3 separate regions of the Oryctolagus cuniculus genome follow, and regions 2 and 3 are each linked to region 1. A link is a contact called in public Micro-C data. All regions are on one chromosome and are shown on one strand. Each heading gives the region's core, a stretch centred on a gene start, on an enhancer-like site or on the middle of the called end of the contact. The rest is flanking DNA. Distances are from core to core; before and after follow the strand shown. Region 1 overlaps THADA (THADA armadillo repeat containing). Region 2 holds the start of ZFP36L2 (ZFP36 ring finger protein like 2). Region 3 has its middle 110 kb from the start of TRNAI-UAU.

The links. Hi-C and Micro-C count contacts between places; a contact is called where the count stands out from the background.
Region 2: a Micro-C map of ear pinna shows a contact between it and region 1, with 6 times the contacts expected there. The contact joins the promoter of ZFP36L2 here to the enhancer-like site in region 1. A contact is called at or near these places in 4 of 6 Hi-C or Micro-C datasets (ear pinna, psoas muscle, skin fibroblasts and 1 more).
Region 3: a contact with region 1 is called in a Micro-C map of ear pinna, with 5 times the contacts expected there. The contact joins two enhancer-like sites. A contact is called at or near these places in 4 of 6 Hi-C or Micro-C datasets (ear pinna, embryonic fibroblasts, psoas muscle and 1 more).

What each region holds. Positions count from the first base shown.
Region 1 is chr2:159,241,491-159,245,205 of mOryCun1.1, forward strand. All of the region lies in intron 26 of THADA (THADA armadillo repeat containing), which reads left to right. Among named protein-coding and RNA genes, the nearest start is that of THADA, 120 kb to the left of the region's middle. Within about 2 kb of position 2,446, at least 1 of the 8 cell types and tissues checked has an H3K27ac peak or open chromatin away from gene starts, as enhancers often do. A contact at or near this core is called in ear pinna, where this site is marked.
Region 2 is chr2:159,502,707-159,506,086 of mOryCun1.1, forward strand. ZFP36L2 (ZFP36 ring finger protein like 2) reads left to right here and starts at 1,924. Exons shown (of 2, transcript XM_008254731.4): 1 at 1,924-2,259; 2 at 2,778-3,380. The coding sequence starts at 2,209.
Region 3 is chr2:159,730,771-159,734,378 of mOryCun1.1, forward strand. No RefSeq gene overlaps it. Among named protein-coding and RNA genes, the nearest start is that of TRNAI-UAU, 110 kb to the right of the region's middle. Within about 2 kb of position 1,946, at least 1 of the 8 cell types and tissues checked has an H3K27ac peak or open chromatin away from gene starts, as enhancers often do. A contact at or near this core is called in ear pinna, where this site is marked.

The DNA.
Region 1 (3,715 bases), core at 1,196-3,695:
ACTTGCTTAACAAATAAGTAAATTTTGTTACAAGACGAGAGATAGGCAATCTGGTTTCTGCTTCTGCCTTTGTTGCCATATACAGGATAACATTAGTTACCTCTCTGGGCTTTGATTTGCTCTTCTGTTAAGAGGTTTGGACTATTCCTGAAGTCTCCTTAAGTAAAGGCTTTCAATCATGTTATGAGAATAATCACAAGTTTGGTAGAATGCTGTATTAACAGTGCCCAGCACATGGTAGGGAGCAGAAGTTCCCATGTCGTTATATAAAGATAGGAGCAGGAGGCCTACTTCTCCACTTGTAAGTATGTGGAATCTATTTGTAGTAATTGAACTTTTGGGCTAATTAGTCTTGTTCTAGATGTGCTTTTTGGATTATTAAGAATGAGAAAAACAATTTTTACTTAAGTGTTTTTCAAATGATACTAAATTTTGATTTTTTAAAGCTCCTTTCTGTTGTTTATTCTCACCTGGCTGACTTGCCTTGAGAATGAATAAGTGATCCTATGTAAAATCAGAGCGAGTGCAGCTCTGTGATCTAGGGCATGTGCTGTGCTTGCTTGCTTGCTTGCTTGCTATTTATTTGAAAGGCACTGTTAGAGAGAGAGAGAAGAATACAGAGAGAGAGGTCTTCCATCCGTTGGTTCACTCCCCTGATGGCCACAATGGTTGGGGCTGGGCCAGGTGGGCCAGGCCAAAGCCAGGAGCTAGGAGCTTTTTTCTGGGTCTCCCATCTGGGTGCAGGGGCCCAAGCACTTTGACCGTCCTCCACTGGTTTCTTGTCATATTAGCAGGGAGCTGGATCGGAAGTCGAGCCGCTGGGACTTGACCCAGCACCCATATGGGGTGGGGGCACAACAGGCAGATGATTAACCCACTGTGCCACAATGCTGACCCCTGTGTGCTGTGCTTTCTTAAATAGCCTCAATCTCATGGGAGCAGGATCACTTTATTATTCCTTATAGGGCCAGAGCTAAACCCCCGTGCTCTTAAAATCTGGGGTTTTCCCTCTGGCCTCTGTTAACCTTCAACTATGCTAGTCCCAGCTAAATGACAGATGCCAATTTATAGCTATCTGAAAAGCTTTATTTTTGACTTGAAGTGTCTGCTTTGCCAAAACTTCAGAAGCTTAGCTCCAGAGGGGTATAGTGTAACTCTTGTGCTACCCTTTCATATTAGATCAGTAAGTGAGCCAGTAAGACCTGGTGAACACTTATCATGAGCTTAGTATTATACATGAGGAATATAAAACTTGGACTTTATTCAAAGAATTTATAGGTCAGCATGGGAGAAAAAAATAGTTGTGAATCAGATGAAAATAGAAGACACCATAAATTAATCACCTACATAATGTGGTATGAGTAATGCATGCCTTAGAAATTCATAAATGGGAGAACTGAATGGAGTATTTGGAGAGAAGCAGTGTTTTTTATAAGTCTGCAGGGATTAGTAGATTTGGAGCACAAGGAAGCAGGTGAAGAGAAACAAAAGAATAAACTTGTTTCCTATGTTAAATTCAATCTGTGTTCTGTCTTATTAAAGAGAGCTCATGTTCAAATTAATAGCTTATAATGGTCTAATACAATTTAAGAAGAAAATGTGTTTGTAAAAGCATCACTAGGTCCAAAGAAAATTATTTCCAGTGACTGTTAGGAGATGTTAAATTTATTTTATTTTCCTGGGTATAAATGACAGAATTATTTTAGTTGTTTTTCCTAACATCTCAGTGGTGTAGGTTTGGAAGGAACCTCCGAAGGGCATCTGACCCAGTTCATCCTGCTTATAGGCAGATTTGGAAGCCGTTTCCAGACAGACTGGCTTGCCTCCTGCTCTTCATGTTTTCTAGGAAAAGAGATTCCACAAGTTTCTGTGGTTACCCACTCCATTGTTTAGGAAAGAATTGGATTCTCAAAACTAAAATTGAGAGCTGTGGGGCACTTGGTTTTTTGTATCTTTTAAAGAATGTAATTATTAAAGAACTTATTTGCTTTGAACTACATAGTAGCTTGTGGCAACTGCCTGTTCAGCCAAATTGAAAATCAGGGTCTCTTTTGACTGTGACCAGGATAATATTAATGCCCGCAGACTCAAAGGATTCTCATTTTCTCCATTTAACACGTATTTGTTATGTTTTTACTCTGTGCCAGGCCCTAGGCTGAGTACTGGCTCCAGAGATGAATCAGGAGTATTCTCTGTGCCAGGGGAACTGACAATCTCCTGGAGAATATGGCAGCTGTGTGTTGTGCTGGAGTCTCTGTTTCACTTGTGTGGAAGGAAGAGAGAAGTTGTGAAGGGAGCAAGTGTTTCTTTAGTGCCTGTTGTCTGCTTGGCACGTGCCACACACTTTGCATGGGTCTAATGTAAGCCTTTTTATCACAGCCTTGGGAGGAAGGTAGTCCCATCCTGATTTCGCAGAGAAGAGCTGAGGCTGGTGAGAGTCAGTTATTTGCCCACAGTCATACAGCTAGAAAGTGGCAGTTCTGGAACACGACCTGAGTGCTGTCTGCAGAGCACGTGCCACACAGCACAGAGCCCCTCTTGAGCCATGAGTCATCGCTTTGGAGTCTGACTTTAGATTTTACATTGTCAAACTCAGTGGGAAATGCCCCTTCATTCACAGCCTGAATGTGGGCCAGTAACCTCCCGTCTCCCTCGTAGTAGGATAATTTTAGCAGGGATGGTAATGGGCCAGAGGAGAAGTTTGCTTTGAGGTGACTTTCATACCCTGTTTCTGGAGGTTAGAAGACAACATGGATTGTGTGCCATTTGGCCCATGACCGGCCTTTTCCTCAGGGAACTGCCCCACGCCTCTCCTCCCCCAGCACTACTGCAGACAGAGATGAGGGAAGAGAAGGTGCCTCAAGGTGTCTAATGTGCTGTAAAAACCAAAGTTAGAAATCTTAGTTTTCTGGTTGACAAATAAGGAATGACACTCCTGAAGGGTAACAGTGTTGGTGCTAAGAAATTCACCAAGATAGTTACCTCTGTGAAAATGGGGAGGGGATTTCAGAGTTTATAGTAATTCTTGATTATGGTGTGATTTCCTCCAGATTTTATCTAATGTTTTTCAGAGTCTGTGTTTGTATTTTTCATCCATATCTTTAATTAAAATGATGCTGATAATAACAATTATCATTATGTGCTTTTATCTTTGACCTAAGAAGTCATTCAGTCATTCTCATTTTACAGATGTGAAAATTGAGGCACAGGGCCATTGTTGTGGTATAGCTACCACTTACAGTGCTGGCATCCCGTATGGGCACTTGTTCATGTCCCAGCTGTTCCACTTCCAATCCGGCTCCCTGCTAATGTGCCTGGGAAAGCAGCGGAAGATGGCCCAAGTGCTTGGGCCTCTGCCACCCGTGTATGAGGCCTGCAAGAGGCTCCTGGTGTTAACCTGGTTGTTGAAGTCATTTGGGAATTGAACCAGTGGATGGAAGATAACTCTCTGTCTCTCCCTTTCCTTCTGTAACTCTGCCTTACAAATAAATAAATAAGCATTTTTTTTTCAAAAGGGGAAAAATTGAGATGCAGAATAGTAAAGTGATTTGCTCAAGGTCACAAAAGCTAGTGCTGCTGATATAATTTAATAGTTACTTTTATTTTTAGTTCAGAGTAATCTCAACTAGAATGCTTCTATTAGCAACAATAATACTAGTTTGAATTATTCTAGTATAGAATATAAGTTCATTCTCCCAGAGAGACATTTTAATCA
Region 2 (3,380 bases), core at 674-3,173, 260 kb after region 1:
GTTAGGGGAAAGGCTGTTTTACACTTTGCTGATGCATTCCCCAGGAGAAACAGAAGGCGGACAGGCTCTGGAGGCCACCAGACAAAGCTCAAAACAGGGCCAGCCCTCGCCCAGCCACGTGGGGCAGCTCTCACCTCTCCCACGTCTCTGCCTGCCCCTGGCTCCAAACTCTAGGGGCCAGGACTTGGGTGCTCGCCCCGCTCCCCAGCTCCGCCACACTCACTATTCTGAGGACCCCCACCCACAGGGCCTGGCTTCCTCTTTATGCTTTGTCACTTTCATGCATAAGATGGCTTGTACTTGTTTTATCTTTTAGACACCTTCGCAGATACCTCATTTGCACCTTGACAAAAGGTGAGAGGTGAGAAAAGCATGCATTTTATCTTGAGTTTTACAAGCAAGGAAACCCAAGCACCAACTCGCCATGTGATTCGCTCAAGACCACATGCCGGGGGGTGGGGGGGCTAAACTCCAGCCCTACCCTGGACTCTAGCTCCCTGGGCAGGGAGGGGAGCAGAGCATGGGGAAGGCACACAGGGCCCTGAGCGACCCGCCTAGCTCGTTTTGTTCCAGGTTAACTGACACAATGATCACCAAAAGGAACGAACTTAGTGCGGACACAGCAAGTGGGGAGATCCACTCGGGGAGGGGTGGGGGCCAGGTAAACTTCCTTCCCTGAGCGCCCTGGACCTTCCAGCTAAGCGCGGCTGGGGTGCAGGCTGCCAGGTGGACGACAGCGCGGGCCTGGCCCCAGCTTTTTGGCAGCCAGTGCAGACTGAGCGAGAAGGTGCTTTCAGTGGCTTTCGCCTCTCGGCGCTGCGGGCGGGTGTCTGCCCCGTACCCAAACAGGGACGGCGCACCCTTCGGCAAACCGCATTTCTCAGTGCAAACTGTTGGGGCGTGGAGCTGAAGAGCGAAGGGGGTGCCCCACCGGGGCCGCAGGTCTGGCTCGGCCGGGGATGGGAAGTGGCCTGGAGCGCGCGACAGGCCCAGACTGCGCTGGGCGCGGACCCTCGGCGGCCGCGGCACCCCCAACGCCCCGGGAGGCCGGCGGGAAGCTACCTCCGCGCCTGCACGGCTCACCCAGCTTCTCCCCGCGTCCTCCGAGTCCGCTCCCCCGCCCGGGACGCCCCGCGCCACTCCACGCCTTTGGCCCCGGCTCAAGGTCTTGTGATGTGATTAGCAAAGCCAGCGCCTTGTCCTCAGACACTCAGCCCTGCCCGGCAGGCCCCGGCGCTCCAGCCCTGTTTACTGAGCCTGGGCGGGGAGAGGGGCGGAGAAACCAGCTCGGGAGCCTCCGGGCAAGACGGCGGCCGGCCGCCCGCGTGGCCGCTGCCGCCCCCACCCCCAACGCGTCGCTCCACGTGCAGCCCGGCCGGAGCCCCCGCCCTCCGTCCTGAGCACCCTTTGCAAACCAGACGGGCCTCGCGGACGGTTGGCAAGATTCGCGCATTTTGCAATTCCCGCGCCCAACACAAAACCCAGAGTAGCAGATAATAACTTGGCAAATCCGCCTCGCAGGAGCGGGCGGGGACAGACCCGTCCAGGACTGCAGAGCCCTGATCACGTTACACGTGCTGGGGCTTTCCACCACGGCAGCCCCAGCAGAGGGCGAGAGCCGCGTCCGCCGGCCGCCACCCACCCAGCAGCACCCAGCCCGGCCGAGCTCTCCGTGCCGCCCCGGGCGCCCCGGCGGCCGGCCCCGCCCCGAAGTCTCCCCGCTCCCTCCCCCCTCCGGAGGAAAAAAATTGGCGGCGGCCAATGGGAAGCCGGGAAGGCGCCTGACGTCCGCGAGCCGGCGGGCGGCGTTGCCTGGAGACCCCGGCGGGGTCAGCGCGGTGTCCCCGCCCCCCGCGCGCCCGCCCCGCCGCGGCCGGGCGCGCGGGCTCTATATAGGGCGCGCGCTCGCGGGCCGCCGAGTTCCAGCAGTCCGCGAGCTGCCGTCGGCTCCGCGCGGGGGGCGGGCCGGCACCCCGGGGCGCGGAGGAGCGCGCTCTGCTTCCCTCTCCTCTTCCCCCCCGCCCCGCTCCGCACTCCAGGGCAGCCCCTGCCCGGTCCGCGCCGCTTCTCCGCTCGCCCCGCGGCAAACTTTCGGCCCCTGCCCGCCCCTCGCCCGTTATTCGTCGTGGCTCGAGGCCGGCCGCGCCGCCCCGAGGGCTCCTCCCGACCTCCCCGCCTGCGGCTCCGACCATTACGGGACCCAGAAACATGTCGACCACACTTCTGTCCGCCTTCTACGACATCGACTTCTTGTGCAAGGTACGCGGGGCAGCAGGGAGGGAGAGGCGGGCGCGCGGGCCAGCGGAGGCCCCGGGCCGTCTCGGACGTGGCGCGTCTGCCGCCCCCGCGTCGGGGCGACCCCTCCGCGCCGTGACTTTCCCGGCGGGGAAGAGTCCCGCCGCTTGCAGCCGGGTGTGCTCGAGCCTTGTGGGCGGGGAGGAGCCGGCGGCGGCCACGCTGCCCGGGGCTTCCCGGACGGTGTTTGCGCCGCCCACCCGGCGGCCCGCGGGCTGCAGATCACATGTCGGAGCCCAGCGCGGCCAGGCTGGGCGGCCTCCGCCCTCGCCGGCCTTGCTCGCAAACTTGCTGCTCTTTTGCGCGTGTGTACGGGTGGAGGAGGGCGGAGGCCGAGGCGAAGCCTGCAAAAAAAAAAAAAAAAAAAAAATGGGGCGAAAAGGAGCTGGGAAAGAAGAAGCCAGAGGTTGGGGCTGACTGTGCAGCTAGCCTCCCCGTCCGTCTTTTCATCCCTTCCCCGCTCGCTCTCCCCTCCCCGGCAGACGGAGAAATCCCTGGCCAACCTCAATCTGAACAACATGCTGGACAAGAAGGCGGTGGGGACGCCCGTGGCCGCCGCCCCCACCTCGGGCTTCGCGCCGGGCTTCCTCCGACGGCACTCGGCCAGCAACCTGCACGCCCTGGCGCACCCCGCGCCGAGTCCCGGCAGCTGCTCGCCCAAGTTCCCGGGCGCCGCTAACGGCGGCAGCGCGGCGGCCGGTGGCCCGGCCTCCTATGGCACCCTCAAGGAGCCGTCGGGGGGCGGCGGCGGCGGCACGGCCCTGCTCAACAAGGAGAACAAATTCCGGGACCGCTCGTTCAGCGAGAACGGCGAGCGCAGCCAGCACCTCCTGCACCTGCAGCAGCAGCAGCAGCAGCAGCAACAACAGAAGGGAGCCGGCGGCTCCCAGATCAACTCGACCCGCTACAAGACCGAGCTGTGCCGGCCCTTCGAGGAGAGCGGCACGTGCAAGTACGGCGAGAAGTGCCAGTTCGCGCACGGCTTCCACGAGCTGCGCAGCCTGACGCGGCACCCCAAGTACAAGACGGAGCTGTGCCGCACCTTCCACACCATCGGCTTCTGCCCCTACGGGCCGCGCTGCCAC
Region 3 (3,608 bases), core at 696-3,195, 490 kb after region 1:
CTTCCTGCCTCTGAGACATTGAGCACCGAGGATCGAGGATGGAGGGCCCAAAGCAGTGGCGCACAGAGTGATTGATGTCGTTTGTCTTGGTGAAGAATGACTGTCAGGAACGGTGGGAGTCCCCAAACCCCACCGAACTGACTCACTGCATCCCAGAGGCTTTCCAAGACGAAACCCCCGTTGAGCGCAAATGAACACTTCTTTACCCAGAGCTGATCCGATCTCCCCGTCTGGGGGCTTCCCAGAGCCCTATAACTTCCCTTCATGGATCTGTGGTGCAGACCGCCGCGGATTAGATCACACCACAGAAGTCAGGATGCAAGAAGCGTGGCCCACCTGGGCCCCAGGCAGCCTGGGCCTGAGATGCACAGCTCTCAGAGGCCTAGGACCACCAGGGCCCCGCCATCTTTGCCTTGAATGGGGTCAGACAGCAGCTGCTTCCAGGCCTGGCCCCAGCCCCTGCCTCCTTGGCAGGGCAAGCTGTCTCAGGCCCCTGAAGGCCACGCACCTCCCCTGCCCCGAGCTGACCTGTTTGCTCACCACCGCCAAACCACAGCGTCTTCCGAACCACAGGGCCAGCCTCGCGGCACCCGTAGCTTCTCCATTTATCTGGAAACACAGACCATAGACGGTTACCTCCCTCCTCGTGATAAGGGCAGCTGGGGGCTCAGGAACCCAAAGCCAAGAAGGAAAAGGGAACGTTTGCCTCCTCTTGTCCGGAGAAGATCACACTGAAACAGTGGGGAGATGGGGCCCAGATTCTCACCAGGCTGCCCCACGGCCTGGCGTTGGCATTGAACTCACCCCCCCCAACGGTTCTGGGGGGCAGGAGACCCTGGGCCTGGTGTCTCATTTGCTCCCCATCCTATTCCAGGTTTTGGGCTCAGAACACAAGCAGTGAGGCTCAATCAACTTATTAATCCTAAGTCTTGGGCTCCAAGAGACCTAAGTTCAAATTGGACCAGGTTTTTATTTATATTTATTTATTTTTAAAGATTTATTTATTTATTTGAAAGGCAGAGTTACAGAGAGAGATGCAGATTCACTCCCCAAATGGCCCAACGGCTGGAGCTGGAGCTGGACTAATCCAGAGCCAGAAGACAGGCGCTTCCTCCAGGTCTCCTGCACAGGTGCAGGGGCCCAAGAAGCTGCACCATCTGCTTTCCCAGGCCATAGCCAGAGAGCTGGATCAGAAGTGGAGCAGCCGGGATTCGAACCGGCATTCATAAAGGATGTCGGCACTGCAAATGGTAGCTTTACCCGCTGCGCCACAGTGGCGGCCCCTACAGGCTTTTCTTTTTTAACAAGACCATTTGTTGGTTCTGCTAAGTGGGGAACAGAGGGCAATGCCGGCTTCAGGCAAGCTCGGGCTGCGGGGGAGGGTGCAGCCTCCCTTCCTCTACAGCTGGGCTCCACTCCGCCAGCAGCGTCTTCCCGGTGTCCTTGGGCAGCGGCTGCAGCACCTCCCAGCTCTCCTGGGCCTCATCACTCATCTCTCTCTCCAGCATCCTGAGCCCGGCTCTTCAGCAAGACTTTCACTGCTTTGTGCTTCGATTCTAGAACCAATTGCTGGGCCAAGAGAACTGGTCACATGAGCACATGGTTAGCATGGAGCCCCTCCTGCACCTGCACCCCGCACTCGCCATGCTCCGAGGCTGCACGGAGGCGCCGAGGAGGCTCTCGCCTGACTCCAGGGCCTCGGTCTTGCCCAGCCTCTGAGCCGTGAGGAATCGATTTCTTCTTGTTGTGAATGACCCAGTCTGTGGTATTCCGTGATAGCATGCAACGGACTGGGCCAGGCACGAAGGCTGGGTGGGGAACGTCGTGGGTGTGTCTTGGTTAGGGTACAAGCTGCTCTCAGGGGCCGCACAGCCCAGATCCACTCCCGCCATGGGGCTCTCCTCCAGGCGGCCCTTTCCGCGACTCCCCCACCTTGAATGCCCCGCAGCCCAGAGCGGATGGGGAGGCGTGGGGGCAGGAGCATGCAGGGCGGTTTTAGGAGCTGGGAGTGGACTTCGTGTCCAGGACGCCTGCCCAGCAGCTCTTGGCCAGCACAGTCCTTGCACACAGTCCCTGCAGGGCGGGCCAGAAATCATGCCTCGTTGAGCCCACAGCCCTGCCCGCTGTGGGGGGGCGGGGCAGTAGGGGGGTCAGAGCGGACCGGAGCTCCAGGCTGCCAGCCTCAGCCTCCATCTCTCTCACGTAGGGCAAAACCCTCCCTCCCCAGCCTCAGTCTCCCCATCTGCCCCATATAACAAAACCCCACTTCACAGCCCCTCACCCCAGCCCTTCTTTCCGCCTTCTGTTTGTCCCAACAGCACCGGTCATCTAACAGACAAAATGCTTTCTCGTTTGTGCAACAGTGAAGGGCCCAGAGAGCACAGCTTTTTGTGTTTAGTTCGCGGCTGAACCCCAGATACCTAGAAAAGGGCTTGGCACTTTGTGAACACTCTCAGTAAGCACTGAGTGAATGAATGAGTGAGCTTTAAACGGCTTCTCGCAAGAGCGGCTTGTCTGCAGTTACAAACAGAGCAACACTGCCATCTGGTGTCAGAAACCTGAATTGCAGGCACAAACTGGTGGTGAGAAAGGCAGTTAGTTCAGGGAAGCCAGGTCGAATCAACTCCATTTTGTTACTTGGGACACCAGGGTCTGACTTGGGATGTCTGAACCAGCCCACAACTGTGTTCTTCTGGTCCACGTGTTCTCCCCTGAAGCTCCCTATGTGACACCCATTGGGTTCTCAGATGCACCGGGCACTCAGCATTTGCTCTGGTGCTGCTAAAACCAGTAACACAGGGAGACCGCAATCTCCAGGAGACAGACCGACAGGAAGAAAGCCTCCCCCCCTACAAAGACCATGAAGGGGAGGCTCTGTGAGGTGCTCCAGTGAGGAGGACCAAGGAGGGGGTGGAGGAGAAGGCAGGGGCAGGAGAGTAGAGCCTGCCTCCAGCTTGACTTGGGTTTGCTTTGGTTTCCTCATCTGTATGAGGATGACATTGGACTAGATGACCTCTGGGCCATAGGCTGAGCCTGACCCTAAAATCCCATAGTGCTTAAGAAGTAGCAGAAGGGTGGCAGTCCATGCGGTTTCTGGAGTTACTGCCTCAAATGCGGGGCACAGAGCTGATGTCCGCATTGGTGCCCCAGTGCCCCAGTGCCATGGGCACCTCTCCAAGAAGACGTGGCTGTTTAGCTTCCGACCCACCCCTGCACAGGCCCAGTCCTGGTGTCCAGGCCCAGTGGGCCCAGTGTTCTCAGCGCCATGGTGACCAGAAGCCACACACACACACACACACACACACACACACACACCATGGTTTGATTTGCTGCTTTCAACAGCCCAGGGGTTGATTCTGGCTGCTCTGTGGTTCCCTTTGGCCCCTGACGTCCACACCAGCAAGATTTGCTTGTCCAGCACCCGCTTCAGGTTGCCTGCTGGGGGTGGGGGGTGAAGGGAGTGGCCCTTGGTGGATTTCTGTCCCCGCGTCCAGCGCCCTGGCTGTCAGCAGCAGGAGCAGCCTTGCCAGCAGATCTCTCCCTCTGGGCTCCTCGGCTCCAGCTCAGTGCAGCCCAGGTATGTGGAGCTCCTTCCAGGGTCATGCGAG